Regions from separate parts of the Mus musculus genome. Here regions 1, 2, 4, 5, 6 and 7 are each linked to region 3. A link is a contact called in public Hi-C and promoter capture Hi-C data. All regions are on one chromosome and are shown on one strand. The core of a region is the stretch at or near the end of the contact, and the rest is flanking DNA. Distances in the headings are between cores, read along the strand shown. Region 1 holds the start of Fam120aos (family with sequence similarity 120A, opposite strand). Region 2 holds the start of 4833439L19Rik (RIKEN cDNA 4833439L19 gene). Region 3 holds the start of Cks2 (CDC28 protein kinase regulatory subunit 2). Region 4 holds the start of Faf2 (Fas associated factor family member 2). Region 5 holds the start of Wnk2 (WNK lysine deficient protein kinase 2). Region 6 overlaps Ninj1 (ninjurin 1). Region 7 holds the start of Phf2 (PHD finger protein 2).

Region 1 (4,185 bases), core at 1,136-3,635, 2.7 Mb before region 3:
ATGTCAGGCTGTGTATCTGCCATATTCCTGGGCCAATCACCAGGCATCCAGCCACCCCCACCCACACACTTAAACACAACTTCACCAATTGCAACAGGACCCTGGGTGGGACTTCCGCAATCATTTTAGGCTTAACTACCACCATCACCACTGCCAGCAGGGATGGTCAGGAAGAGGGAGACATGCTAAAAGTTGTAACTCAAGCTCAGTTTCCAAAGAAAAGAGCAAGTTGGAAGACAGTAGCAAGTCTTAAAAACTCAAACAGCCTCACCCCTCCCCAAAGAAGTGTTTAAAAAAAAAATCATGAAAATGCAAAGCTATTCAAAGTTGAGGATCAGTTAGGTGCTCGGCTCTCAATCAACCTCGGAGCCCTTAAGTTCTCTGGCCCAATTCTGGCTGCAGAACCTTCTGCCAACGGGACAGCAGAGGGCTAACATGTGGAGCTCTCCCTCCTTACCCACCAATCAGGGCTAGTGAAGGTCACTCAACACTTCCTGTGCAGCAGAAAAACAGCTCTCACAAGCTCCTGCCTATGCCAAACGACCCCCAAATTCTTCTTCCTGGTCCTAATTGCTACCTTCATAGTAGACATACAGAACTGAACCACTTTAAAACTCAGAGAACTGACAAGAGCCCATCTCATCAAATTCACAGTACCATGAAATCTAAAACCAAAACGTTACCATAGACAATTTCTCCAAACATCTCATTTTCAAAGGTAGAAGAGCAGGGCATCTGCCTTGAGAATTAAGAGATCAGCCCTGGTTTATAACAAGGTTCCTTCCTCTCCCACAGCTTTGGAGGCTCTGTTTTCAGCTTCCTGTGCCTAAGGTCCTGGCAATATACTCTCATTATTTATTCTCCAGACTTCCAAGATAAACCTGTTGCTGGGAAAGAGTGGGTTAATTTCGACAGATGGGTATATGCTTAAGGATAAGGCCAGTGGGTAGCCTGTCGGCCTCTCAGGGGAGGAGAAAGACTGAGGATGTGGGAGACGACACCACCGATCCCACTTTGGGTGAGGGTCTATCCACCAGCCTCAAGTGTCATATGAACAAGTCTATGGGCCCACAGAGGCCAGAGAGTAGGGAGGAATGTGGTGGGTAGACTTCAACCACACCAGGCCTAAAGGCCCGGGCATCCATCTTGCTCTAGGGCCCCTCTGCCTAGCTTGCATCAAGCCTGGGCATGGTGACACGCTATGTCCCGAGAGGGGCCCTGAGAGACACTGAAGCCTGCTGAGGCCTTCCACGGGCAGGGGCACCCAGGACTCACTCTGGGCTAGGCTGGGCTTCCCGGAACTAGTTCAGCGCTGACAGTGACCTAAGAGACCTCCCAAGTCCAACCCAAATCCAAGCCCAAAAAGACCCTAGGCCAAGCCCCAAACCCCTGGGCCAAGGAACCTCAGACTCAACTCTGATCGCTACCCAAGCAATCCCAGGCCCAGCCCGAAGCGCGAAGAGGCCTGTAGCCCAACTGTGACTCCTGTCCAAGTGACCCCAGACCCCAACCCTGACCCAAACCCGAAGGGAATCGGTCCAAAGGGCACCAGGCCCGATCCTGACTCAGGCCCAAAGAGACCCCAGCCCCAGCCCTGGGAGACCCCGGCGAACCGGCTGCAGCCGCACCTTGACGTGGAAGCGGATGAGCGCCAGGCGGATGCAGTGGGCCATACAGACCGGAGGCAGGAACCAGACCTTGGGCGGTGGCGTGCCCTTGTTCTGGACATGGCTGACGATCTGCTGCGCTGTCTGGCGCTCGTTGCCCTGCCGCTTGACCCACTCGTGCAGCCGGGCCTTCTCGAGCGCGCCATTGAAGAAGACGAAGAGCTCGATGTTGCCTCCGAAGCAGGCCTTGGCCAGAGCCGCCAGGTAGCCGAGCATGTGGTTCCACTGGCCGCCGCTCACCCAGTCGGTGTAGAAGCCACCGTACAGGCGATGCAGGCAGTTGTCGGCATCCACCAGCAGGCGCAGCGGGGTCTGCGGGGGCCGCTGCCGCCCGCCGCCCACCAGGCTGCCCCGGGCCAGCTTCTGCAGCTCCACCGGCACCACGGCGCTCGGACAGTGCTTCTCGATGTAGTCCTGGAAGCCCTGCACGCCCATGGCGGCGGCGGCGGGGCGCGCGCGCGCGGGCGGCGGCGGGGCCGGCGGCGGCGGGGCTGGGGGCGGCAGGGCCGTGGCGCGGCCGGCGGGCGCGGGCAGCCTCAGGGCTGGCTGGGGCTGGCCGGGGGCGCGCTCACGGCCGCCGCGGCCGCCATGTGCTGCCGCCTCCCAGGGCCATGTCTGGGGAGGGACCTGCGCCGCCGCCGCGCTCTGCGAGGCCGAGGCCGAAGCTGGGCCGGGCGGGGCGGCGCTGACGTCGGGCCCGCCCGCGCGGACGCGGGAGGCGGAAGAGGCGGCGCCGGGGCCGCGGCCGGGCTCCCGGGGCGGCGGCGGCGGGGCGGAGAAGGCGGAGCGCTACTCGGCTTGTCGGGCCCTTTAGGGGGCCGCAGCCGGGCGGGTTCGGGGAGGCGCCTGGGCCCGTGCAGGCCGCGCCCGGAGGCCGCGGCCTCCGAGGCTGGCTCCGCCCCGCTCGCGGCTGCGGGCCCGGTAGGCGTGGCCGGCAGCCAGCGCTCCTCCTCCGCCGCGTGTGTCGCGCGGCGGGGTTAGGGGGAGCCTGGAGCCCGGGAGCGCGAGCCGCGGAGGAGGACGGCGGCGACAAGATGGCGTCGCTCCCGGGACGGGACGGCGGCTTCACGGCCTGGTGTCGGGACCCGGCTGAGGAGACTCCCCGAGAGGGGCAAGCCTCCCCGGCGTGCGCCGCCCTCCGGAGACGAGCGGACGTGCGCTGCCTCCAGGGGCTCGGGCTGCGAGGGTCCGGCTAAACCCAGGCGCCGACGGTACGTATGCTGAGCCAGGACCAAACGTTCTGAAGGAGAAGCTGTCCGCTGGGGACCTGGGCACGTAGCTCAGTTGGCACAGTGCTTGTCTGGGATCTTCGATCGCCCAGGGTTCGATTCCCGCGTGTTGCTTAGGCCGTAATCCCAGCATTCTGAAGTGGAGAGTAGAGGATCAGAGAAGTTCAAGGTCATTCCATCCAATTGGAAGCCAGCCTGGGCTACATGAAACCCGCCTCCCGCTCCCCCTTCCCCCAAGAAAAAGGAGCGGTTTTTTTTGTTTGTTTTGTTTTGTTTTTTTGCTTACCTTCAATTTTTCATCTGTTCTTTTTCTAGACAAGCCGCTGCTGGAGCGGGGTGCACTGGACACAGGAGTGACCCATCCATCGCACAGAACACCAAGTTCATGCAGACTCAAAGCCCCCCATCAGAGTCTTCGAGAATAGGCAAACTGAATTCTATAGTTTCTTTTAATTTTTTTTTCTTTTAAAGACTATTTTTATTCTTTGACAGTTTCATGCGTGTATACAATGAACTGTGATCATAACACCCCATTCTTCCACCAATCTCAAACACAGGCTCCTGTGATGTAGACAGATGAAATGCGCTTAGGGCCTTGATGGATTTTCCTTAATTTTTTTAAACCCGATACGTTATGCCACTTATGTATAAAATTAGTGATGAGGCCACTAGTCCGCCTAGCTGAGTAGAAAACTTAATCCCAGAGTAAGTAATTCCATGTCATTTAGAAATTAAGATTACACTTAAAGCCTCACTAAATAATAACATCCCCCAAAATAATCAAGTTTTATGTAATTCACAGCTAGTATACAAGATTGCACATGAATCACTTGTATTTTCTTAACAAGATTACATTCCATATATATTTCATTCACTTGTTTAGGTTTGTGTTTATTTTTGTTGTGGTTTCTTGTTTGCTGGCCTGCTTGGGCTAGCCCTTTGCCATCCTGACTGCCTGGCCTGTTTTTTATTTCTTTTAAACATTACTGCTTTTATTTATTTATTTTAAAAAGGGAGAGGGGAGAAAGCTTTTGTGCTAGCACCCATGATTTTGGAATTAAGCATACATTTTATTTTAAGACCGTAGGATGGTGATCCTTCTAAAAGAAAGTATCACTCTCCTTAAGAGAGCCTTGGCTTTCTGTGGCCTCCCAGGTTGTTATACAGATGTTAGCAATGCCAGCTTTTGTAGTCACTTCTGTACTCTGTGATTGTATAGACTGTGCTTTGGAATTTTGAGAACTTTAAAATTCATTTTCATAATAAAAGCCCTCAAAATTTCATCATGC
Region 2 (3,846 bases), core at 448-2,947, 2.9 Mb after region 3:
AAAAACTTTTTTGAGCCAGGTGCAGTGTACATGCATTTTAATCCCAGAACTCAGGAGGCAGAGGCAGGAGGATCTCTGTGAATTCCAGGACAGCCAAGTCTACAAAGGGAGACTCTGTCTCAAAAAAAAAAAAACAGTAGATGTAGATTTAGCAGCAACTCTGAACTTCACTTATGATTTCGCCTTTAAAGACAGCACTTGGGAGGTAGAGGTGGTAAGATCTCTGTGAATTCAAGGACAGCCTGGTCTAAATACAGAGTTTCAGGACAGCCAGAACCACACGGAGAAACCCTGTCTCTGGAAAAACAAACAAAAAGTGTTTACTCTTCACAAAAGACACTTATGGCAAGAGGCTGTAAGCCAAGGTCAGGGTGTATACCACGGCTGAGAAGGTGATGACCTAATACTAAAGAAGATCAGTACTAAGGATTCTGAGAAAATAAGCTCTCTGGGGGATGTGGGTGGGGGTACAGACTTAACCAATAAGAACTTAAGTTTACCAGGCACTTCTGGTTGTCTTGAAGCCATTGAAAGACAGGGATCCAGGTGTTTTTTTCTATACGTAATTCGGAGCTGAGTCCCTTCCACCTAATAAAAATAACATAGGGCATTTTCTTATGTTGCACAGCAGAGGGTCATTCCAGTGCTCTGACAGACACGCAGAGACTTATGGCTGGTAAGTAAGGTTGACACATACACACGCTAGAACCAATGAGTGACAAACACACCCCCGGAAGGATAAAGTCCACTAGTTTGCCAGTATCCTATGGCTGGCTCCTCTGAACACCCGAGAGGAGAAAGCCAAACCTCAGTTTAGACAGACACCTTACCACAGTGAAATGACGCCGGACTATGCAGACAGACAGATGTTAATGAGGAGCATTGCCCAGCTTCTGCAAATTAGCGAAGCTTCTGAGGAAGGGTCCATCCAGAGGCTCTAAGTAACAATAAACAAGCAAGGTTGGTACAGCGCCCCTAAGTCCACCGAACATCCGACCACTCCCCAGCCGGATTACATAGCAGCCTTTCCCCTTGGCAGAAATGAGCTATGCCAGCATAGAAGACCAACTCGGCATCACTAAAAGTCATCGCATTCTCACACAACCCTTGTCTTGAAAACAAACCCGCGGCGCTGCACAGCAGGCATTATTGGTCCAGATTTTTGTTCAAGTTCACTGCGGTCCTAGGGACATCCGCAAGCCAGACACACGCCCTTTCCCTCTCCCTTAGCGACCCCAAGCCCACGACTCTCTCGCAGGAGGTGCAAAACAAAGCCTCTGAGATGTGTAAAGCCAATCCCGACCTTCCCACGGTCCCACCCCTCAAGGCGAAGCCGGCTGGTTCGCAGCGAGCAGATGCTCCGAGGCTCACTGTGCGGGTCTTTCTGGTGTCCCTCGAGCCCCGCTAGGGTGGAACAGAGCCCCCCTCCAGGCCCCCCAGGCCGCGGCGCCCCGGAACTCAGGCTGCCCCCAGCTCCGCCAGGCCGCGGTCGGTTACCTGCTCGCCCGCCGCCTGCGGCCCGACTTCCCGCACTAAAGAGGCTCCGAGGCTCCAGATGGCCCAAGAGGCTGCTGGGCTGAACAGAGCAGAGCCATCGTGAGAGCGCGACGAACGCTCCCCTACGGAGGACAGTCGCCGGCCGGCAACCGAACCCCCAAACCACCCCGAGACTGTCGCAGGTCGCGCGAGACCTGACTCGAAGATCCGCGGGGCATGCTGGGAGTTGTAGTCCGAGATCTGAGCGTGCCTCCGTACCCACCACCACCGGAACACCTCCCTGTAGGTTGAACTCTAAAAGGGAATTCCACGGGGTTCCCAGAAAGGAGGTCACCTGTTTCCAGCACTTCCTCTGCGCTTTTTACTTGATTACAGAATTGTGGCACTTGGAGGCTGAGGCAGGAGCATTGCCTGAATCAAGGAGTGTGGTGGGGGCTGAGGATGAGAAGGGGGGAAAGAATGAAGATTGATGGCTGGAGATGGTTCAGTTAAAACAGTAATTACTGCACTTGCAGATGACCTGGGTTTGTTCCCAGCACCCAGGTTTGGTATCTCACAACCTCTTGTAGTACAGCTCCCAGGGTCTGCTGCCCTCTTCTGGCTCCCAAGGACACCGCAGTCGGTCTCCCATTCCCACATACTTGAATTTAAAGGGGGGAGACCCATCCCCCACTTTGCCAGACTCTCATTGCTTTATCAGGAAAGCAAGCTCAGGCAGCCTGTTAGCAGGTGGTGGCTTCTTGCAGGAAGCTGCAGATGTGGCACACAATAGACTTTACCTAGATTGGAAGACTCCACCCTAGGTGGGCTAGCCAACTGTGGCAGAAACAAAGTCTGATTCTGCCTGCTCAAGGCTGGGGGGAAGGGCACAGTTCAATGAACCATGAAGCCAGGTAGGCGCCTTCGTGGGTCGTGACCCACAGGTTAAGAACCACTACCATACCTCCCACACACAGAGAGGATCTGATAGTTAATCTTTCTCCCTTTAATTAGCAGTGGAGTCAGGCGGGCTCCACACTAGTACAGGACTAAATACAGGAGCATCCGCCTCCCCGGAAATGGATAATAACTATGAGAAAAGTGGACCTGGAGAGGTAGCCACTCAGAGGTCTCAAAAACACTTCCCTGCTCTGCTCCATGAGAGAAAGCTGAAAACACCCACACTCAACTCTGCTCCAAGTCCAAGGTTCACTGTCCGCTCAGGAAGAATCGGAGGGTGTTAAAAGATGGGAATACATTTGACTTTGCTTGCATTCTGTTAGGACCAAGACTGGGCCAGGAATTCATGTCTTCTGTAAGCTGTATACTTCATTTGTGAATAACACACTTGATTTGCAGTGTGACACTTGAAAAAGTATTCCCAGTGTTTTTACTTTACTGCTCCTGGGAGGAAAGGGTGCAGATCAATTCTCACATAAAAGGTTAAACATGGGGACGGAAGTGAAGGCTCCTCAATGGAGAACACTGGCTGCCGTTCCAAAGGACCCAGATTCAATTTCCAGCACCCATAGGACAGCTCACAGCTGCTTATCACTCTTCATCCAAGGGGTCCAATGCCCTTTTACAGCCTCAGCATGTGAATGACAGACAGGCACACATCTATGCAAGCAAAACAAACACAGGGCTGGAGAGATGGCTCAGTGGTTAAAAGGACTGACTACTGTTCCTAGAGGTCCTGAGTTCAATTCCCAGCAACCACATGGTGGCTCACAACCATCTGTAATGGGATCTGATGCCCTCTTCTGTTGTGTCTGAAGACAGTGACAGTGTATTCACATACATGAAATAAATAAATTCTTTAAAAAAAAAAAAGACAAACAAACACACACACATTTAAAAAACAAATCTTTTATAAGGTTAAAATGTCTTTTTTTAAAAACAAATGAAATATTTTGAAAATATCTTGTTTTAAGATTTATTTATTTATTTTATGTATGTGAGTACATGTGATTGGCTACTATTGCAACTGGTAGATCCTGAGAGAGAAACCGAGGCAGGACAACCAGGAGCAAGAGACCTCAGGTGGCAGTGAGCACATTGAGAACGGACTCTTAGGAGAGAGCTTCAGTGAGGCAGCTCATTTAATGGAGGGAATAAACGCTATTTAAACCTTCGAGGGGATGGAGGCTTTCAGGGTGAGTGAACATCATTGGCCAGGGCCAGGGTGCTAGGGATACCTCATTACCATGAGGAAGGATTCCAGGTGCTACTGTGCGGCTGGACATGACCTTATAATGGCTGTCTTAGTCAGGGTTTCTATTCCTGCACAAAACATCATGACCAAGAAGCAAGTTGGGAGGAGAGGGTTTATTCAGCTGACACATCCACATTACTGTTCGTCACCAAAGG
Region 3 (3,996 bases), core at 702-3,201:
TATTTATCTAGGAATAGAGACGACGACTACTTCTTCTTCTTCTTCTTTTTTTTTTTTTTTTTTTTTTTTTGGTTTTTTGAGACAGGGTTTCTCTGTGTAGCCCTGGCTGTCCTGGAACTCACTCTGTAGACCAGGCTGGTCTCAAACTCAAGCCTCTGCCTCCCAAGTGCTGGGATTAAAGACTCGCGCCACCACGGCTGGCTGGTATATTTTTTAAGAACCTCATTATTGAGTATCCACCATGCACAGGGACTCTACTGTGCTCTAGACATGGATAATAAACAAAGTAAGTATGCTCTCTACATTCACTGCATGGAGAATAAATAGTGCAGGGAAACAATGTGTAAGCCAATGTCCGTTCTGGTGAGCAGGAGATCTAAAGGATTCCCTATCAGTGGAGACTTGGAAAGCAGGGCACTTTCTCTAGATCAGCTGTTCTCAATCTACTAGACTCCCATGGGAGCTGAGTATCAGAGATTTACAATTCATAACAGTGGCAAAATTATAGTTATGAAGTAGCAACAAAATATTATAAAGTTAAGGATCACCACTTGCATCAAAGGGCTGCAGCATCAGGAAGGTTGAGAACCACTGCTTAGATAGTAATTAAAGATCTTTCAGAACAGAACTCATACCTCCATATTATTTGTGTTATAGAGTGTATGCTTACATCCTCCTATTTACATGTTGAAATTTTAATCCCACCTGTTGTCTCACGTGATAATATCGGTAGGCAATTAGCACCTTTATTATTTTAGTGCTAAAAATAACTTTAAAGTTGTGCAAGAAGTCAGACGATCTTGTGTTCTCTTTAACTGAGGGCCAAGTGAAGTCGGGAAACCTGTCGTTAAAAGATTGCAGGCACCTGATTACCCAACTCTATAAAAAAATAAAATTGTAGTTACATGCTGACTTCCGTTTTTATTATTTTAGACAGGATCACACTTTGCTATCCTACCATCTGTTAAAGATATTAGGCTGAAGCTGGACGGTGATGGGGCATCCACTTTTAATCCCAGCACTGGGGAGGCAGGGGCAGGAGGATCGCTGAGTTTGAGGCCAGCTTGGTGTACAGAGCGAGTTCCAGGATAGCCAGGGCTACACAGAGAAACTCTGTCTCAAAAACAAAACAAAACAAAACAAAACAAAAAACAGCCGGGCGGTGGTGGCGCACGCCTTTAATCCCAGCATTTGGGAGGCAGAGGCAAATGGATTTCTGAGTTCGAGGCCAGCCTGGTTTACAGAGTGAGTTCCAGGACAGCCAGAGCTACACAGGAAAAGCCAGTCTCCGAAAAAACAAAAACCAAACCAAACTAAAAAAAAAAAAGGAGGAGGGAGGGGTGTTGACCTGGCATTGGAGTACAGGGATTAAAGGTGTGGGCCAGTACGCCCAGCTGCCGTGGGTTACTTTGTTATCCTAACAGCCACACCAGAGCAATTCATCCACTGCAACAAATCGCAAAAATATTAAAAGAAAAATGACACCTGCTCATTGTAGAAAATGGTTGTTATATGTAACTTGCTGCACGAAACCACGACTTAACACCCTTTCAACTTCCTTTTACATGAGCACATCTTTTTAAGATGGGACTAGCTCGCAGCCAAGCGTAATTAGCGTTGCCATCAGGGGCAGCGGAGGGCACCTTACCCTCTGGAACGCTCCGCAGCTGGACTTCCCTGACCACAGAGACCGCCCCCCAGGCGTCTCGTGCCGCTCCGGCCCCCAGAGCCCCGGATACCTCATCTCGTGTCCGCCCACCACCCAACGGTTCTGCCCCCAGGCACGTTCTAAACCACTGCGCACGCGCTGCGAGGCACTTAACGACTCGGCTCCGCCCTTCTCAATATCTCTTGGGGTCGCCGGGCGCTCCTCGCTGAATCGTTAGCCAATCCTTACTCCCGCCCTCGCAATCTTGCAACAGGCTTCTGATTGGTTACCTGTCCTCGAGGTCTGCGCGGAGCGTGATTGGTTGGTGGCTTCGCCCAATCGGCGGAGGGCTGTCGGATTCAAATCCAGAGCGTTGGGCCTGCGGTCGTTGGCCTCATTCGAGTCGTTGCGTCGGCCCTAGGCGGACGTAGAGCCCCTTGCGCCCGGTTTCCTGATCCCGCTTACTCCTCTGCGCGCCGGCAGGATGGCCCACAAGCAGATCTACTACTCAGACAAGTACTTCGATGAGCACTACGAGTACCGGTGAGGAGCGCCTGCGGAGGAGGGCCGCGCTGGGAGGTCAGACCTGGTGGTCGGGACTCGGACCCCCTTAGAGGCCTCCGTCCGTCCGGGCAGCCTTGCTTTGTGTAGTGTTGCGGGGATCGCAGGAGATGGGGAGTCGTTAGATGGGTGGGCAGCGCCTAGTCTGGGAGTTCACGACCGCAAACCGCACTGGCCCGGACTGGCCGGGAGGGGAAGTCCCCGGAAACGCACCCGACGGGCATTATCGAGTGTCTGATGGGTAACGGCTCCAGACGCTGTAACACGGGGCGTTGTTAAAGGGCTTCAAGATCAAATTGAAAACTCGAGATTGCCTTCGGAAGGATTGGGGTGGTGGTGGCTACGTTACCTTCAACTGCTAGTCCATATTGGCCACGTTTGGGGCTTTTGAGGAAGTTTTGAGTTTTAAATCCTGAGATGCGCAGGAAGGTAGTACCTACGTTAATATAATTAGCAAATGGGATTGTGGAAAGTAAGGGAGGATTGTAGTTAACTTTATTGTATCCCTTATGACTTGGGGTGTGGTTTCAAAGGCCTTTCCGTCGCTGGGTTCTTCTGGGTTGGGATTAGAGCGTTGCATTCTGGGACACAGTCAAGGACTCCAGGTGGGTAAAACCTGTTCCTCCCTTGGGCAAATAGTGACCTTGTTTTCTGTTTGCTGCCCTTTTAGGTTAGTGTCCAGAATGCTGTTTGAGGGATGAGACACTTTTTAAAAGAGTGGCTTCACCGCCCCACCCCCCATTCTCTCAGTCCGCTAGTGTAGAAGTCTTCACAGCCAGAAAACTTTTTCCAGGCTGTTTGACGATGCACTAATGCTATAAACTTGAATGTTCTTAAGTAGGGAAGTCTCATGGGTTTTTTTTTTCCCCCTTACTAAAAAATTTAAATACATAACAGTCTTTACATAGTAATTACAAACTTCACAATGGTAACCATGTGATAATTGGCTTAATATTTGGTCGTTATAGTAACTCAGAACTTGGTTTGGAAATATCCAAAAATGACCGAAAGTAATTGTACTGTCTTTCTAAATTAGGCAAATAATTATTTGGATGGAAATGTTTAGCATATGGGTTTATATACATTTCTTTAGTTGTCAAAGTGAGATAGTTTTAGTTTCTAAACTTGGAGTATATAAGTTGTGCGTGTTTTGGGGAGCAACTGCTGGTCTGTCTTAAGTATTTTACTCCAATATAAAGTAGGAGCTAGTTTATTACCCACTGGAATCCAGAGGTCAAAAAAAGTGTTTTATTTTGAAACATGAAGTGTTTAAGCTTGCTGTTCTGCCTTAGCAGTTGCTGAGATGGTGGGTGTGTTGCCACACTAGCTTGAGCTTAACTGACCAACCTTTACAAAAGAATTAGAGAGGTGCTCTTGACAGGGACTGTGTACTGGTGATATGACACAGAGGTGTGAGTCTAGGGTGTTTTGTTTATAGTAGAACTATGTGTGTTGGATAAAGTTCAAAACTTAGTGATTTTGTGAAGGGGTGATTACTAGGAACAGAGTAGACTGCTCCTCAAATATCATGGGAGTCCTTTTGGGCATTTTTGAGGGAGTCTCCATAACCCAGGGTGTCCTGGAACTCCATGTAGACAGCTCTAGCTGCATCTGCCTTACTAGTCCGGGGAGGGACCTGTGTGTCATCAGGCCCAGCCTGTCCTTACAGAAATAAAATGGAGGATTTCTTTGCACTTGAGTCATATATTGCACTTTTTGTATTCCAACAAAAACTGGGTTCTGAGAATAGTTTTCCTGGTACATGATCAGTAGTAATATACAAATAA
Region 4 (3,774 bases), core at 565-3,064, 3.0 Mb after region 3:
AGCGGCCAGACGTGGTGTCGGATCCCCTGAAGGTGGAACTCCAGATGATTGTGATCCACCATGCAGGTGCCAGGAATGAAATCCAGGTCCCCTGCAAGAGCAATGAGTCCTTTAAATCACAGAGTCATTTAGTGTTTGCGTAGCTCCTGGATCCTAGAACCAATTTGCATTCATTACTAACTGTCCCCAGTTGTCCTCAGAGCTCCTCTAAACTCACCCCTGGCTATCCTGGAACTCACTCTGTAGACCAGGTTGGCCTCGAACTAAGAAATCTGCCTGCTTCTGCCTCCCAAGTGCTGGGATTAAAGGCGTGTGCCACCACCGCCTGGCAAACTTTTTTATTTTAAGTGCATTGTTGTTTTCCCTGCACCTATGAATGTCTGGAACTGGAGTTTTAGACTTTTTCGAGCTGCCATGTTGGTGCTGGGAACTGAACTTAAGTCCTCTGGAAGAATAGACAATGCTCTTAACTGCTGAGCCATCTCTCCAGTGCTAGAATTTTGTTTTGTTTTTGAGACTGGGTTTCCCCTGTGTAGCCCTGGCTGTTCTGGAACTTGATTTGTAGACCAGGCTGACCTGGAACTCAGGGATCCACCTGCCTCTACCAACTGAGTACTGGGATTAAAGGTATGTGCTGCCATGCCCTGCTATATACAGACTTTTTTTTTTTTTTTTGTCCACTCATCTACTGGTAGACACTTAGGCTGAGTCTATGATTTATTGTGCATATCAGTAAGTATGTGAATTACAGGTATGTCTATAGTAAACTGACTTTGACTCTTGGAAGTGTGCACCAGAACTGGTGTAGCTGGGTTGTATAACAGTTCTAACTAATTGTGAGGGGAGTCTTTATTCTGATTTCTGTAATGGATGAACTAATAATTTAGTTTCCCATCAGCAGAACATCACTTCTCCCTAGTATGGCTGCTATTAAAAAATTGCTCGTGTGGCTCACGTTTTTATTGGACAATATTAGGCTAAGAAGGGCCTAAAGGTTAGGAATAAAATGCACTCGGGGTGTGTGTGTGTGTGTGTGTGTGTGTGTGTGTTGTTCCTTTGATTGTTGTCGTTTTGACACACGGTCTCATTATGTAGTGCAGGTTGCTCTTGAGTTCAAGATCTTCAAGTCTTGGCCACCGCAGTGTGCCCAGGAAAAGGCAAAGGAGGAATGGGCAGGCTTTAAGTCAATCGCGTTCAACCAAAAGTAACAGAGTCTAGGTGGCTTGCTCCAGGATACCCTTCGTATGCAAGGAATCATACACACTTAAAGTCAAGTTTCCTTGACTCAGACCAACTATCTTATCTTTGGTCTGTCAAAGGGATGAAGGGCGAGTGGCCTGGGCATGAGGTTGGACGAGGTACAGAGCTGAGTGTCTGGGAAGCACCATTAACCTGGTTACAGACACTCCTAGCAAGAGACAACAAAGCCTCACCACTGTTTCCCCTAATAAGGCAGACCAACTTTATGAAAGGATTAAGTATCAAACTGGCGCTATTTCGTGAAAGCAATCGTTTCCTGAGAAATCTTCAAGAATATCGTAGATAATTTAAAAAAACGGTTAAGGAGCAGCCAAATTGCGGGACTCTCTCGAGCTCCTGGAGGTACACTGACCCTCTGGGGTCTGTCATCTTTTCATCAATTTTAGATCTTTGGGAGATAGATCGGCAGGGTCCTGAATTGTTCGGCCTAGACACGCGAACGTCGCCCTCTGGTGGCGAGATTCGGAAGGGGGCGGGGAGGGTGCCCGCGAGTTAGCGCGCGCAGACGCAGTTGAGTCCCGGCGGCGGTTCAGGCCGGAAGTGGTTACACCTGAGATCACTTCCGGCGGGTGACGGTGCGGACGGGTCAGGAGCGTAGAGGCGGCGGCAAAATGGCGGCGCCTGAGGAGCAGGATCTAACTCAGGAGCAGACCGAGAAGCTGCTGCAGTTTCAGGTAGCAGCGAGTTCTCGGTGCAGCCCAGGCCGCCGCGGGATGGGGAGTGGGACCCTAGAGGAGCGCAAAACCATCCTCAGGTTGGGGTTGGGACCAGTTTCAAACCCGCAGGCGGCCCCCTCCCCCCCAGACGCCAACTGCCCGGATTTCCCCGGCGCCCAACCTCTGTGGGTCCTCAGCCTTCCAGCCACCTCTGCTAGCCGGGCTCGACCACAGTGGGTCAGCTGCCTTGATTTCCCGTAGCGTCGCTGGTCTGCAATCCTTGCCGGCCTGATTAACCCGCCAGACCCTCTCCGCCCATCGATTGGTGGGGATGTGCTAGAGATAACTCAGATCCCCAATCGCAGAGTTGGCATCAGCTTGCAGGGCTGGACCGCAGACCACCACCATCCCATGTTATTCACCGACGCTTGCTGGGGGTCTCTCGGTGGTCCCTAGGGCTCGTGTTGGGTGGTTGTAGTGGGGAAAAGAAGCGCCCACACACAGACCTGGCACCTGCCCTAGAAATGTGGGAGGACGCCTCTGGAGGAAACAATGTAACATGAAGTATCATCGAAGGCCTCTGACTGGATTTGTTGCCCTTCGGCTTGCTCCTGAACGGCTGACTCTGCTTGAGGAGGGTGGCAACCTGCAGGACCCGCCCCATTAAGTGGATGTTTCTGGTTTTGTTTTGTTTTGTTTTAAAAAAAAAAAGGCTCTAAGCACTTTAATCAGGTGGAGGGTCTGGTGGGAGGATGCCACCCGGGTGGTGGTAACCATGGCATTAGCCGTATCCTTAGTTCTTACATATAACTTCAAAATGTCTATTCCCTTGCGGATGTTTTAGGAGGTAAACTGAGTTTATGGGTGTTACACGGTATTTAGAAGACTTTGGGGCCGGGCAGTGGTGGCGCACGCCTTTAATCCCAGTACTCGGGAGGCAGAGGCAGGGGGATTTCTGAGTTCGAGGCCAGCCTGGTCTACAGAGTGAGTTCCAGGACAGCCAGGGCTACACAGAGAAACCCTGTCTCGAAAAAACAAAAAACAAAAAAAAAAAAAACAAAAAAAAAAAAAGAAGAAGAAGACAACTTTGTAAACTGTAAAATGTGCCTAAACAGTTGTTACTATTAATAATCATTTTCCAGATAAATTGAAGTCAATAGAACTCATTTTCTAATAGGAAATGTGCTAAATATTGATTTTTTTTAGCACTTTTTATGCTAAGCCTTAATGCCAGACACCGCCCACTAAATATTTGTGATGTCGTGAGAACTTGACTAAAGCATGTTAGCTTTTTGAATGCACAGCCCTAAAGGGTCCATACTGTAACAGGCCCTGTCTTACAGATGGCTATGAATTGTAAGAAGTAGCATCAGTGGGTGTGGCCTGAGACTATAATCTCAGTTTTGCTGAGTTTGAGGCCAGCCTTTTCCAAACAAAAAGGGAACGGCTTACTTAGGTTACTCAGCTATTAAATTGGTGGTGTCCATTTAAAGCATGGCCTTCCCAGGGCCTTCCCTGGGCTTCTAGTGCCTCTGCTGTACCGTCTTAAGAGTCGGGTGTTACCGCTGAGATGTTTGTGTGTGTGCGCATGCATGTTTAATCGATGTGGTGGATGTGTCTGAGTGGTAAATTGCTCATGTAGGCTTAGCATAGAGAAATTGATGACACCAGATTAGCATTAAAGAATGAATAAACAGACAGCTTTCACTGCTTTGTAGAGCGTTTCTTTCAGGGTTTTATTGGGCAGACTATACTTTGTAGCTCTTAGTGTTAAGCCACCTGTGAAATGAGGGTAAACTGTGATACACTTAGAAGTTTGTGAGTGCAACTATATGGGAGTTTAAAGTGCCTAAGGATC
Region 5 (4,224 bases), core at 1,074-3,573, 2.5 Mb before region 3:
CTGACAGGGCTTCTTGGCCTTGGCCAGCAGAACACCAAAGACCCACCAATCATCATTCCTGAATCTGAGGAAACCCTTGCAGGCATCTGCAGTTATCACACATACATCTTGCAGGGTACAGGAAAAATGCTAATTTGAGGACAGCTGGGAGCTTCCAAGCCACCTAGAAAAGGGCCTAAAGACAGCCTTCTCTCTCACTACCCTCCAGTCCCTACTGAGCCAGTACAAGTGGGTTCTGTGGACGGACAAGGAGCATGGGCTGACAGAACGAACCTCCACTGACCACTCCAGAGCCTATGTCACCATGGGCACAGCACATACCCAGCCTTGACCTCCAAGATGGCAAGCCTCAACCTGTGTGTGCACAGGTCCAGAAACAGCACCAACAGGCTAGCCATACACGAGGCACATATCCTGCAGGACACCCACACAGAGGGTGACACATACCAGCCACCATCCCCAGGGCTGCCTAAAGCCCTTCATATGAGCAAGGACACACCCAAGGACGCATTTGCGGACAGCCCACCTGCGGGGCAGCGGCGCTCACCTGCAGTTCACACCATGCTACCTCCACCCAGGTCTCCGTGTCCAGCCCCTTGTAGACCGTCTTGAAGGAGCCCCGGCCCAGCTCGATGTCGAACTTGAGGAAGCGGCCGTCCAAAGAGGTGGCCACGGCCTTGAGGTCGTCCTCATCGTCTTCCTCCTCTTCAGGTTCATCCTTGCGTGCGCGCCCGGGCTCCGGCTTTGCCTCGGTGGTTCCAGCGTCCTCCTGTGTTGGGGCCGGCGCCTCTTCCTGCCTCGGGCCGCCGTCGGGGACCTGCGCGGCTGCGGCTGAGGCGGTGGTGGGATCTGGGCTGGGCTCCTGCGTGCCCGCTCGCTCCGGGCCAGGGTCCGAGGGGACACTCGGGGAGCCGGGAGGCGCAGCGGGCGCGGCGGGCGCGGGCGCGGCGGGGCGGCCCCGGGCGCGCTCCGCGATGAGCCGGCGCGTCTTGCAGAGTAGAAGCACCCTGCGCTGCAGAGGCTGTGGGGGCTGCGCGCTCGGCGTCTCGGCCGCCTCCAGGCCCGGCGGCTCCTCCTGGTCCGACTCCACCACGCTGCGCCGCAGGAAGCGCTGGGGCCCGAGCCGCGCCGCCCTCGCCCGCGGCTCCGCCATGCCCGCCGACCCCGTGCCGCGCCCGGCTTCCATCAGCGCGCCGGGGGCGTCTCGGCGGCCGCCATCGCCGTCCATCTCTGCGGGCCAAGGACACACGGACCCTGCGTGAGCGCCAGCCCCGCCGCACCTGCCTGGGCCGCGGGATGAGACAGCGCCGCCTCTGGGCCCGCGCCCTGCCCAGCCCCACCGCAGAAGTGACCTGCCGGGCGGTCCTCTGCGGGCTCCGGGGAGAGGGCTGCAGACCGGACCCCGAGGCGAGGATTGCAAGGGGATGCCCTGCTTCACTCAGCTCCGAGCCGGGAACACGGCCTGTCTCTAGCTGTCCCAGGGACTCCAGGAGGGACGACCTGCTAGGTGTCCCTGAGGGCTCAAAGGAGCTACAGAAGGGCTCGGGAGGCTGGAGAAAGGGGTCAAGGCCAGTACTGGAGCGACCCCGCTAGGCTATCCCGCGAGCGGGTGGGGAAGGGACAGGGAGGCCGGGGTAAAGGGAAGCACCGGACAGGAGCAGGCTCCACAAAGGACGCGGGCCCGGGGCGCGCGGGGAGGGGGCTGCGGCGGCGCGGCGCGCACACAAAGGCGGCGAACGGGAGAGCTCGATACTCACAGGGCGAGCGGGCGCTGTCCATGCCCGCAGCCCGGGGACCCGGGCGAGCGAGGAGGGCGAGGCCGCGCTCCGGGGCCAGAGTCCTCTCTCGGGGCCGCGTCGCGCTGGGGCGGGGTCCTGGCTGCAGCGGGGGTCGCCAGGCCGTTCTGCTCCTACGATGCTGCTCCCTCGGGCCGGGCCGCTGCGGGGCCGCGCTCCCGCGTGCTCCTGCCGGCTCCGCGCGCCTCCGCTCCCGCACCGGCTCCGAACTAGCGCGCGGGGAGGGCGGGGCTTCCGTTCGTCCCACCCTCCCCAAGACCGGAGCGCGGGGCGGGGCCTGACACGCCCACCTGGCTGCGGCTGAGCGCCGCCACCTGCGGGATGCTCCCCATGGCCTCCACCTGCGGCAAGGGTTCCAGGCCGGCGCCTGGCCCTGAAGCTCTTTGGAAGTGGTCCGCTGAACTGTGGGGCCTTGAGGGGCTCTATTTTCCCCGGAGGTGGCAGGCCACAGACAACGTGACTTAGCCAGAGAGCCAAATCCTGGAACCTATGCCAAGACAAAACAGACAACCTCAGGATATCCTAGGTGCCCAAGTATGGTTGCAAAATTGGAGTGTCTTCTGGGCCTTTCTGTACTGCCAGGATATGGGAAAACCTCACTATCATCCACGGACGTTGGTACCAGTAAGCGCTGTGTCCCTCTTTTCCATTAAGCAAATCCAGATCTCAAAGACAGATGTCCTTTTGCCCTGATCAGTAGCGTGGTGGCCCAAGCCTATAATCCCAACACCGGTGGGGGAGGGCTGTGGGGGGCAGAGGATACTTGATCCAGGAGTTGGGTCACGTGGCAATAAAGGAACCAGGAACCGTCTCAAAAATAAATGAAAAAAAAAAATAGAAAGGATTTCTCTGTCCTAAATCTCAGAGGTCCCAAGATGGAAACTGGAAAAGGTTTCCAGAAACCCCTTGACTTACCATATTGATTGCCATCTTTCCCCACCCTCAACCCCCTCAGGAGCTTCTCTCTCCACCCCCTGAGCTACTCAATTACCCCAGACAAGCCCTTGCCCCGGGCATCTCTGAACCTGACTGCAAGGGTCACAGAAGACTGACCTGATTTCTGAGCCCATGCCAGGCACCTGCACCTGGGCTCACCAGTTGTGATGCACATCATTGGGGTCACTTCACCTGAAGAAAACAGCGCAAAGGAAGTTACCAGCATGTTCTGATCTCTTTGCTCATCCTGATGGTATGGCACCCTGTCAAAGATGCAAGTTACAAATGTGAACCGATGGCCAGCGGCTGCTGGCCTTAGAGCCTTTGACACCAGCAACTCATAAGACAGAAAAGCCAACAGAGGCAACACATCCTTCACGATTAAAGGGAAGCAAATGCAGACAGAGCTGTTACCCAGTGACAGGGTTTCCCTGGCCCTGCTAGGGGCTGTCAGTGGATGCTGATACCAGTCAAAAGTAACTTTAAAAGGCTGATGTTCAAGTCACTTCCTAGCTGAGTTGGGTGGTAGCACACTGTCTCCTTAAAGGGGGAATGCTGGGACTACTTACGTTATGAAAACTGAGAGCCATGAAGTTAGGACTCCAACATATACCCCAGAGACCCAGGGGTTAAATTGTGTACTTGTCACTGGACTGGGCATTTGCCAGATGCCTGTTAATTTATATTATCTCATTTCTCATCTACCTTGGGAGTCAGGCATGAACGTAAAGCCCACTCAACCAGAAGCAGAGCGCAGGTGCCAGCTCTGTGGGTCTGAGTGTCTCTGGAGATGGGGATCCAAGCTGCACCTCCCAAGCTGGGGCAGAATGTGGGTGAGGACCATTACAACTTCACTAAGGAGGCTAAAGACCCCACCCAGTATTGCCTCTCCTAACCTGAGCCTGTAGAATGTAATTTCTCTTGGACAGGGTTTATCCAGCAAAGGCCCTCTGGGTCCTGGCACGTATATGGAAGCTATAATAGGCAGGGCCTGTGTAAGAGAAATCATGACAGAAGAGTCTCAGCATGCTAGTCTGACTGTCTCCCAACAGGACACAGTGACAGCCTGTGGCATATACCTGCTGAGTGACTAGTGATGAAAGCAGCCAGTCACTTACAACACCTAATCGAAGTGTGGTGGTGCATACCTATAACCCTATCACTCAGGAGGCAGAGGCCAGCCTGGGCTACCCAGTGAGACCTCAGCCATACCTACAGCTATTGCCCACACACATTCACACATGTTTGTGAAGAATTATGACCCTACCCACAAAACTGGGCACAGTCCAGGCTGAGACAGATCTCGGAGAGCCTGTGTCTGACTGGGCACCATGTTCTTTGTAACTAACTCCCTGGGTGTGTTTTCCCACAGCCCCACTTGCATAACCTATGGTGAACTCGCTCCCTATGCCAGCCCTTGGAGTCCACAGCTATGAAACTACCGGATAAGGCCATTGATCTCTTTGCAAGGAATCTCAGACTAGTATCACTA
Region 6 (3,748 bases), core at 996-3,495, 2.5 Mb before region 3:
TGGCTGTCTCTGAGCAGCAGCCTCCCCCTTCAGCTCTGCAGACAGCTGGATCAGCTGTGCCTCCCAAGAGAATTCTGAGCACAGACACAGGAGAGATTGGGTTGGATTGCTCAGGGGTCACTGTCTTGGCTCTGGGAACAAGGAGAGAGATATTCCACCCCCTCCCCCGCCATTTCTTTGAAGAGCCAACTAGGAGAATGAAATCAACTAAATTAGGTTCTCAAGGGTATGCAGGGTTCCTGCCTGCCTGCCTGCCTGCCTGCCTGCCTGCCTGCCATAGTGGTTAGTAGGGAGCAAAGAGGTCAGAGAAGGCTCCCTGTGTGGTGGAGGTGTTTGCACTGGCTTAGGGGAGGGACAGATCTGGCCCTTTGGTGTGAGTGGAAGAGGTCAGGGGAACAGTACAAGTGGAGACCAGAGGCTCGTTACTGAGACTGTACAGGGTTGGGTGGGAGGGAGATTTTTGTCTAGAGTCTCTGGGGACACAGGATGCTTCTCTGAGGTGTGGCTAACTTTGAAGGCTGCCCTGCTCAATGCCTGGTCCCCCTTCCCAACCTCAGGCTCCTACCTCCCAACTTTCTAAGGTGTGTCGTGTCAGCATTCTGTGCCTCAGTTTATCATCTACGAAGTGGCATCATAGTAAGTGCCTCTGCTAAGTGAAAACTATATGGCTGACATAAAGGAAATGCTTGCGGCAGAGCGCAGTACGTGGCGGCGTTAGCTATGGAGACACTCTCCATGGTCTCATGGTGGCATCCATAGAAGTTTGGGAAGGACAACACTGTCCCCAGGATGAGAACCCAAGGGAGCCTCGGTTTCCCCTCTGGAAAAAGGGGTGCCACTACCTCCCAGGTAGTTGAGGCCCCGCAGAGCCACCCTGGTTGGTTCCTGTCAAGTGTAACACTGGGGAAGCTCTGCCCACACCCCTCCAGATGCTAGGTTCCCCAGAGCCGGTTAGCTAAAGGCCCTGTTAGTGTTCACAGCCTGATCCAGTTTTGGTGAGTTAGCTCACTGTCACCTGGCCCCTGAGAAACAGTAAACACCAGTTAAACGTGGAAATGCCATACTCCTACCACGACGCTGGGGACAGCTTCATGTTAGACACAGCCAGAGGGAGGTGGCTGGGATGGAACTGGACCATAACCCTGTGGCACCTGCCCTGCTTTCTTGCTCCTCAGGGAACGCAGGCTGAGGGAGCTACGGCCATATCTCAGGTCTCTAGGTCATGGCACGTCCTGCACACTGGCCTCAGCTACCAGGAAAAGCTTTCCTATTTTCCCCTCTTCTGCTTGCCTGGCAGATCCTGGGCAGTCAGGATCTTAGCCAAGTTCTAAAGGCCACCCTAGTGGGCCTCCAGGTCACTCCTGGTCAGCTCTGACCCACAGGAAGTGAGTCTGCCCAGCCCGTGGCCCAGCTGCTGTGGGGACCCCGCCTCCCGTGTTTCCTGCTGTCTCACTGGGGTTTCCTGCCGGGAATATATGTGTGAAATCAGGAGAAACTTCAGTCTTGCTTCTTGGGCTCCCGGGGCATAGGTAATGCGGGCTGGGGCACTGAAGGCTGGCACAGGTGGCTTTCTGCTGGATCTAGCTTAGGGGTGGGTATGCAGCTACTGCATCCATACCTTGGTAACCCCTACTGCCTACTGGTGTTTGACAGGGCCTCTGAACAGTCCAGGCTGGGTCATCCAGGATTTATCTAGACTTGGACCTTTGGGTCACCTAGGACAACATTTTGGCTAATGGAAGACCTGTTCTTGGATTGGCCTTTCTTTCCTTGTCTTTGTTCCTGTCCTGGTATTGCTCAGTGACTAAAGTTATCAGGGAGAGCCAGACACTGAGAGTAAAGGAACATTTTGACCCTGCCACTTGATGTGAGCTGCTGAGCCCTGCCTTACAAAGTTCCCTGCGTTCTCCTGTCTTTTTCCTGATAAGCAGTCACCTCGATGGCCGTTGGTGTGATCAGATTGGGAATGGTGGCACCCTGCTCTGTGCTGAAGATGATGGGCACAGATTCCCACTGTGCTGTGACTAAGCCTTAGGTGCCCACTCCCTTCTCATGCTCTGGGCAGTCAGGTGACCCTAGGCCTCATGACGAGGCCCTCATAAGTGCAGCCCCCTGTATGGGCTGACTAACCCACGATGTTCCTTCCTGGGTTTTAGAGGAAAATAGTCCGTTCTCAGCTGCTGCTGAGATTTCAGGGAACTCCCGCCTGCCCTGGTACATATTAACCAGCGTGTTTTCTCCCTGATCTGCCCAGGTCACTGGCACAAGCCTGGAAGAGTTTCCTAGCATGATCAGGCAGCTAGTTAGGCCCACAGGGCTCCCTGATCTGTGGTTGAGTGGCCCAGACACCCTTGGATCAATCCTACTGTGCATCCCAGGAGAGGCCTATGGGGCGGTCACCAGCATGGCTCAGGATCAGACCCTGGAGGTATCCTGCAATGCCCCCTCCCCCAGCCTCTGTGTACTGATCCCTAGTAGAGTAATGTATCCTATTATTCAGTTTCAGACAAGCTTCCCAGAGGGCAGCCCCAGATACAAAGGAGGGGAGACAGGCAGCAAGCATGTGGGGACACAGAGCCAGGCTGTGGAGAGGTAGAGTTTAACACCATTTAATAGCCAGCCTGCTTTGCCTTTGGGCCTGTCCCTCAGCCTGAGGCCCATATCACCATCTTACAGGCTAAAGGTAAGCAGGTGGCTGATGAGTTGTAGCCCCTGTTGGTCCCAAGGGCTCTGAGTCACCTCAGGGTATTAATTCCACAAGCTCTGTGACTTATCGAGACACTGAGGCTAAGACTAGCTGTCCTGAACTAAGACAGATAGCCCCCTGAGATCTCAGTCCCTTCAGAGTCTCCGCTACCGGGGCTCTGAGCCCCAAAGTGTAAATTCACATTGCAGCCTGGCCCCTGCTTGCTGTATGGCTTTGGGAGGAGCTTATGGAGAGATTCAGTTTGCTCCCTGAGTGAGGCCAGCAGGGGCACAGGCGTTGGTGACTAAGAGTTCTGAGAGCAGGGGGTGAGGGTAGGGGCATGCGGTAGATCATTCATGTTGCTGTTCCTTGTGACCCTGTGGTCAGGAGGCCTTTAAGTGGTTCAGAAGCAAAAGAAACTCTTCCTGCTGCCCAGCGGCCAGCAAGCTCAGCCTTGTGGTCTCATTTCACCCATTGCAGACCTCTGCTCCAGCAACTGAGCTAACAAAAGTTCCACTTTTTGTGTTTGTGTGTGCATGCATGCATGTGTAGGCCTGTTTATCTGTCTGTGCTTATGTGTTATACGTATGTGTTGTGTGACACATGGGCATGCATACACACACAGTACTCATGTGCATCCATGCGCGTGTAAACTTCTGCAACACATACAACTACATATACACGTGAAATTATATACAAATGTCCATACCCATACACACACACACACACACACACACACACACACACGGAATGTGCTCCTGAGTAAGAATTTTGACCCCAGTGAGTTTGCTATTCAAAGGGCAGCGTCTATTGAAAGCTGGTGATTTGTCTGTCCTAACTCAGGCTCGGGTAGCAGAGCCCGCCTGTGCCTGCCTTCTTGAACACATGACTTCAGAAGCAGTTTCATGTTAGCGATACACTGTCAGTTCAGTGGCACCTGCTTTAGGCTTTCTGGCCTGCAGAAAATATTCATGTGAGTTAGGTGGACGCCTTCCCCACAGCCCTACAGCACTACATCCATTCCCTGCATCTTTCATGAGTCTAGAAACAGGATCTTTCAGG
Region 7 (4,139 bases), core at 1,435-3,934, 2.8 Mb before region 3:
TTTATTTTGGAGGGAGCTCATGCTATGGTGTACATGGGTAGGTTAGAGGACATCTTGCATCTAGCATGTGGGTCCTAGGATTAGAACTGGGCTTGGCATTAAGCCTTCACCTGCTGAGCCATCTCACCAGCCGTTGGTGCTTCTTTTGAGACAGGGTCTCAGATACCCAAGGCTGACTGACCTCCAACTCAATGCATAACCAAGGTTGGCCTTGAACTCTTGATATTCCTGCCTTCAACCTCCCTGGTGCTTAGATTATACACATGCTCTACCACTCCCGGGGATGCCATTTTAAAAATTTCTTCAGTAAGTCTTGTTTCCTCAAGATCAAAAGTGTAAAATCTGACAAGCTGTTCAGACGTGAGGTAAAATGTAAACTCGGAGGGAATTAACAATCCAGGTGCTACATAGCTCTGACGAGAACCATCAGGGGTCTTCCAAGAATAACTGGAGGGGGAGAGACACACAGGGAGCTGACCACACGCCTTCCACTCTTGAACAAGAGAGACTTGAGAGGGGCCCAGGGATCTGGTCCAGGCTACAGGAGCAGGAAGAGGCCCCAGCCTTTCCCTCCCTGCCTGACCTCAGGCCCCAACCCTTGATCCTGCACAAAGCTAGGGAGAGCTCTAGCCCCAGGAAGAGGGGTAACTCATGGTGCACTGGAGCTTAAGAAACCACCTGCTGTGAAGGGTCCCTTTTACTGCCCACAGACCCAAATACATGCAAATGTAGCTGTGCTAATCAACTGCCTGTCTCAGAGCAAATCAAAATCCTCAGAGAAACAGTAAGGTGACTAGACCTCCAAAACCAAAGCAAACAATAAACAACAAACCTCTTCCAGCATCAAGACTCATTATCTCACCCCCCCACCCCCTTCTCTGCCTCGGCAGCAGCCCAGCTGACAGGTAACCAGAGGTGCTATAGGTCTTGGATTGAGACAGGAAGAAGGGGTGCCACCACTCTCAGGGCTACTCAAGTCCAGATTCCCAGCGTTTCTGGATTTGGAGAGGCCTCCGGGCTATCACCCACTGTGATCTGGCCACAAACCCTTCGAGATGGATGCCAGTTGGTGGCTGTTTATAGTGGCCCTGTTTTGGAGCAGAGCCCAGGGGTCACACAACTCTGAGTGCTCTCCACAACCCTAGATATTTGGGGGAGGCAACACAAGATACTCGAGGGATTCCAGTGAGCCATACAGGACCACCCCTCGTAAGGCCAGCCAGGTTGCCCTACAAGAGTGGGCCTCTGTCCCAGGGCCTACAGATGTGAGAAGGCCCATCAAATCCTGGCCACCTAGCTCCCAACACTTAAAGATGACTAGACCAGAGACCACAGCTCTTTTTCAAGACTCCCTAAAGATCCTGGATGTGAGATATCAGAAGGGTCTTCTCTCTAGAAGGAAGGTCAGGGACGGTCCAGAACCACACACCGTTCTCTCCCTCCAGCCTGCTACTCGCTGTTAAAAACTCACACCCAGGGGACAGACAGACCTGTCCAGCTTCAGGCCAGCCCTCTTGAGGCCCAAGCACATCCCACAGGCAAAGTCAAACACAAGAGAACCTGTTGGAGCAGTTTAAGCAGGATGATCACCTCTTTCTCCTCCTCTTACTTCTAAGTAGGAAGGGACTTAGGCTCTTAAAAAGTAGACACAAGGCCAGGTCATGGCCACCGGCAAGGGCCCAGAGGGCGGGTTTAGTATCTCCAAGCTTACCTCTTTCCCTCCTCCCCATCTTCCTTAAAGAGCATAAGGTCATGTCAAAACTGGGGTTCCTCTGCCTGAAGCAGAGAGGAGGGAAATGGGGAGCCGAGCAGGCCAGGAAATGAGCGGCCAAGCCACAACACCCCCACCCCAACACACAGACACTCACGTCGGTCTGTCACTGCACTCCCGCCTAGGCCCGCAGGCCGGCCCGAGCCAGTAGGCACGCGGGGTCCCCGGTGGGGTCCTGCCCGCCAGGACACAGTCCCGAGGGGGTTCCCGGGATCCAGCACAGACGGGGGGCACTGGCCGCTACCTCGCTACCGTTCCCCCGGTCCACCCGAGCCCTGCCAGCTCCGGAGCCCGCCAGTCGCGCCTCTCGGGGGACCCGCGCCGGGCCGCGCGCCCGCCTCTCCCGGCCCGGCCGCCCCGAGCCCGCGCGGGGAAAGTTCCTGCAACTTCGCAGGGGGCTGGCGGCGGGGGCCCCGGGCCTGGGCCTCGTCCGGCTCCTGGCCTCCGCGGCCACTGCGGCCCCGCTGTCAGACGACCGGGTCCCAGCCCCATCGCGGCCGGAGCCCCAACTTCCCCGCGCCCCTCGCCCGCCCCGGCCACGGGCCTCGCTTTGTGCGCGGCGGCCGTACGCCCCCGCCCTGGGCACAAAAGGGCGCGCGGCCCGGCGGCCGAACGCGGCTGCGGTGCCCGGCGGGGCCCGGGGCGCGCGACCAGGGCGCGGGGCTCGGTGGGCCGGGCGGGCCGCGGCGCGCTCACCTGCCGTGGAACCAGTCCTTGCAGGCATCGCACTCGATCATAAAGCGGGTAACGTCGTAGGGCAGCCGGCAGACGCAGTACACGGGCACCGTCGCCATGTTGCCGCGCCGCCGCTCGCCCCGCCGCTGCGCTGCCCGGGTCGGGCCGGGCCGGGCCGGGGGCCGCGCGGCGAGGGCGGCGGGGGCGGCGGGCGCGGGCGCCGCGGCCGGAGCGGACGGGGCCGGGGGCGCTCGGCAGGGCCCGCGCGCGCGCTCGCGGCCGGGCGCGTCCACACAATGCCGGCGCGGGCTGCTGGGGCCGCGCCGGGAGCCGCCCGCCGGGCCGCGGGGCGCAGGGCTGAGAGTGCGCGGGGGGCCCGGCCGCGCGCGGGACACAAAGCGAATGGACGCGCGGGGGCGGCGGGCGGGGAGCCGCGGCCCCACCGAAGGGACCCCCGGCCGCCGAGCGGCCGCTACGTCAGCGCCCCGGGTGGCGCCGCCTCCGCCCGCCGGCCTGGGCCCCGCTCCCGCCGCCGGGAAGGCGGGCCGCGGTAGAAGGTGGGCCGCGGGCCTGGGGGAGCCAGCAGCCGGGCTCGGGGGCACCCCGCGGGAGAGGGTGGCCCCGGGACTCCCAGGGAGACGAGCCGCGGAGCCCCCTGCCCCCGACTACGTGAACACAGTTCGCACAGCCCTGCCTTAGCCAGAAGCAACTCCTTGGCCTTAACTTTCTTCTGACCCCGAAGTGGGATGGACAGGGGGATCTTCCTCCTCTTCCTGGGCCCGGCAGCCTCCCTCCCATCCCGAACTGCGACTGAGTTGCTGGCTTTTGAATAACCTCCCCTTCCCCTTCTTTCTAGCTGGGGGCTGCCTTGCTTCCTCGTACGATCCGGTGAACTTTCCCGATGCTCCGGCAAAAGTCAGGGGACCCGAGAGTGAACTGTTTGTTGTAGGACACAGCTTACCTGGGATTGGTGCCGCCCAGGACCCCTTATTACAACCCATAGACCCACAGACCTTAGGAGCGGAGGACAGTCCAGTGAGTCGCAACTGAGCCACAGGACTGCTGGGGAAGACAAGGGGTTATGTTGTCGCTCTCGCCCCTGCAGTCTTGCTCTGAACTGGCTCCCTGGTCTCACCTGTCCTGCTTAGAGCTTTTTTGTTGGTTGGTTGGTTGGTTGTTTGGTTGGTTGGTGAGATATGAATGAGGGTCCTTCTCTGTCCCCTACCCAGGTCGACCCTGATGAGCAGGGCCATATATTTAGGAAGAAAGCTGTCTGCTAGATCTGCTTCCCCTTTGCCTGTCCCCACACAATACGTGGAGATGCTAGTCTCTGCAGATACATTCCAGAGTTTCAGACCTCTGCTTACCTTGACAAGGCAGAGTCCCAGTTATCCCTGCCCAGAGTGCGGCTGCCAATCAGCTCCATTGCTGGCAACTCAGAGGATAGCCTGTTATGGAATCTGCCCTCAACCAACCCCCACCCTTCCCAAATAGGTAAACCCAGGGCCACAAATCAGGATCCGAACCAGGGCAAGCACTGTGTAACCTAAGGGCACACATGTGGCAGGGGAGATAGGAAATTGGGGCGGGGGGCGCAGACAGGTTACCCCGTCAACCTGTACACAATGAATTCATTTCAAGCTACCTGCCTGAACTCCAGCTGTCCCCTTGGGTCTCCTCTGTACTGGATGGT

Evidence for each region. Promoter capture Hi-C pulls out the DNA fragments that hold promoters and counts their contacts. Hi-C and Micro-C count contacts between places; a contact is called where the count stands out from the background.
Region 1: a Hi-C map of B cells shows a contact between it and region 3, with 5 read pairs. The contact joins the promoter of Fam120aos here to the promoter of Cks2 in region 3. A contact is called at or near these places in 1 of 39 promoter capture datasets (liver) and 1 of 484 Hi-C or Micro-C datasets (B cells).
Region 2: a promoter capture Hi-C map of liver shows a contact between it and region 3, with 2.9 times the contacts expected there. The contact joins the promoter of 4833439L19Rik here to the promoter of Cks2 in region 3. A contact is called at or near these places in 2 of 39 promoter capture datasets (cranial neural crest and liver) and 1 of 115 datasets of contacts at active chromatin or transcription factors (astrocytes).
Region 4: a contact with region 3 is called in a promoter capture Hi-C map of erythroid cells, with 8 times the contacts expected there. The contact joins the promoter of Faf2 here to the promoter of Cks2 in region 3. A contact is called at or near these places in 2 of 39 promoter capture datasets (erythroid cells and liver).
Region 5: a promoter capture Hi-C map of stem cell-derived epiblast-like cells shows a contact between it and region 3, with 4 times the contacts expected there. The contact joins the promoter of Wnk2 here to the promoter of Cks2 in region 3. A contact is called at or near these places in 4 of 39 promoter capture datasets (hippocampal neurons, liver, pre-B cells and 1 more).
Region 6: a promoter capture Hi-C map of liver shows a contact between it and region 3, with 6 times the contacts expected there. The contact joins the enhancer-like site here to the promoter of Cks2 in region 3. A contact is called at or near these places in 5 of 39 promoter capture datasets (hippocampal neurons, liver, neutrophils and 1 more).
Region 7: a contact with region 3 is called in a promoter capture Hi-C map of liver, with 4 times the contacts expected there. The contact joins the promoter of Phf2 here to the promoter of Cks2 in region 3. A contact is called at or near these places in 3 of 39 promoter capture datasets (liver and pre-B cells).

The regions. Positions count from the first base shown.
Region 1 is chr13:48,965,727-48,969,911 of GRCm38.p6, forward strand. Fam120aos (family with sequence similarity 120A, opposite strand) reads left to right here and starts at 2,386. Exons shown (of 2, transcript NR_015601.1): 1 at 2,386-2,878; 2 at 3,212-4,179. It overlaps Fam120a (family with sequence similarity 120, member A), which reads right to left and starts at 2,334. Exons shown (of 18, transcript NM_001033268.3): 1 at 1,629-2,334. The coding sequence starts at 2,102.
Region 2 is chr13:54,563,685-54,567,530 of GRCm38.p6, forward strand. It overlaps 4833439L19Rik (RIKEN cDNA 4833439L19 gene), which reads right to left and starts at 1,698. Exons shown (of 9, transcript NM_133797.4): 1 at 1,498-1,698; 2 at 831-937; 3 at 501-588. The coding sequence starts at 528.
Region 3 is chr13:51,643,281-51,647,276 of GRCm38.p6, forward strand. It overlaps Cks2 (CDC28 protein kinase regulatory subunit 2), which reads left to right and starts at 1,952. Exons shown (of 3, transcript NM_025415.3): 1 at 1,952-2,191. The coding sequence starts at 2,133. Gm52049 (a long non-coding RNA gene) reads left to right here. Exons shown (of 3, transcript XR_003950639.1): 3 at 1-37.
Region 4 is chr13:54,619,970-54,623,743 of GRCm38.p6, forward strand. Faf2 (Fas associated factor family member 2) reads left to right here and starts at 1,815. Exons shown (of 11, transcript NM_178397.3): 1 at 1,815-1,934. The coding sequence starts at 1,872.
Region 5 is chr13:49,146,005-49,150,228 of GRCm38.p6, forward strand. It overlaps Wnk2 (WNK lysine deficient protein kinase 2), which reads right to left and starts at 2,324. Exons shown (of 30, transcript NM_001290313.1): 1 at 1,758-2,324; 2 at 548-1,230. The coding sequence starts at 1,228.
Region 6 is chr13:49,188,831-49,192,578 of GRCm38.p6, forward strand. The region is part of intron 1 of Ninj1 (ninjurin 1); the gene reads left to right. Among named protein-coding and RNA genes, the nearest start is that of Ninj1, 3.2 kb to the left of the region's middle. Within about 2 kb of position 2,246, at least 58 of the 459 cell types and tissues checked have an H3K27ac peak or open chromatin away from gene starts, as enhancers often do. A contact at or near this core is called in liver, where this site is marked.
Region 7 is chr13:48,868,201-48,872,339 of GRCm38.p6, forward strand. Phf2 (PHD finger protein 2) reads right to left here and starts at 2,685. Exons shown (of 22, transcript NM_011078.3): 1 at 2,468-2,685. The coding sequence starts at 2,565. Phf2os1 (a long non-coding RNA gene) reads left to right here and starts at 2,751. Exons shown (of 2, transcript XR_003950516.1): 1 at 2,751-3,003.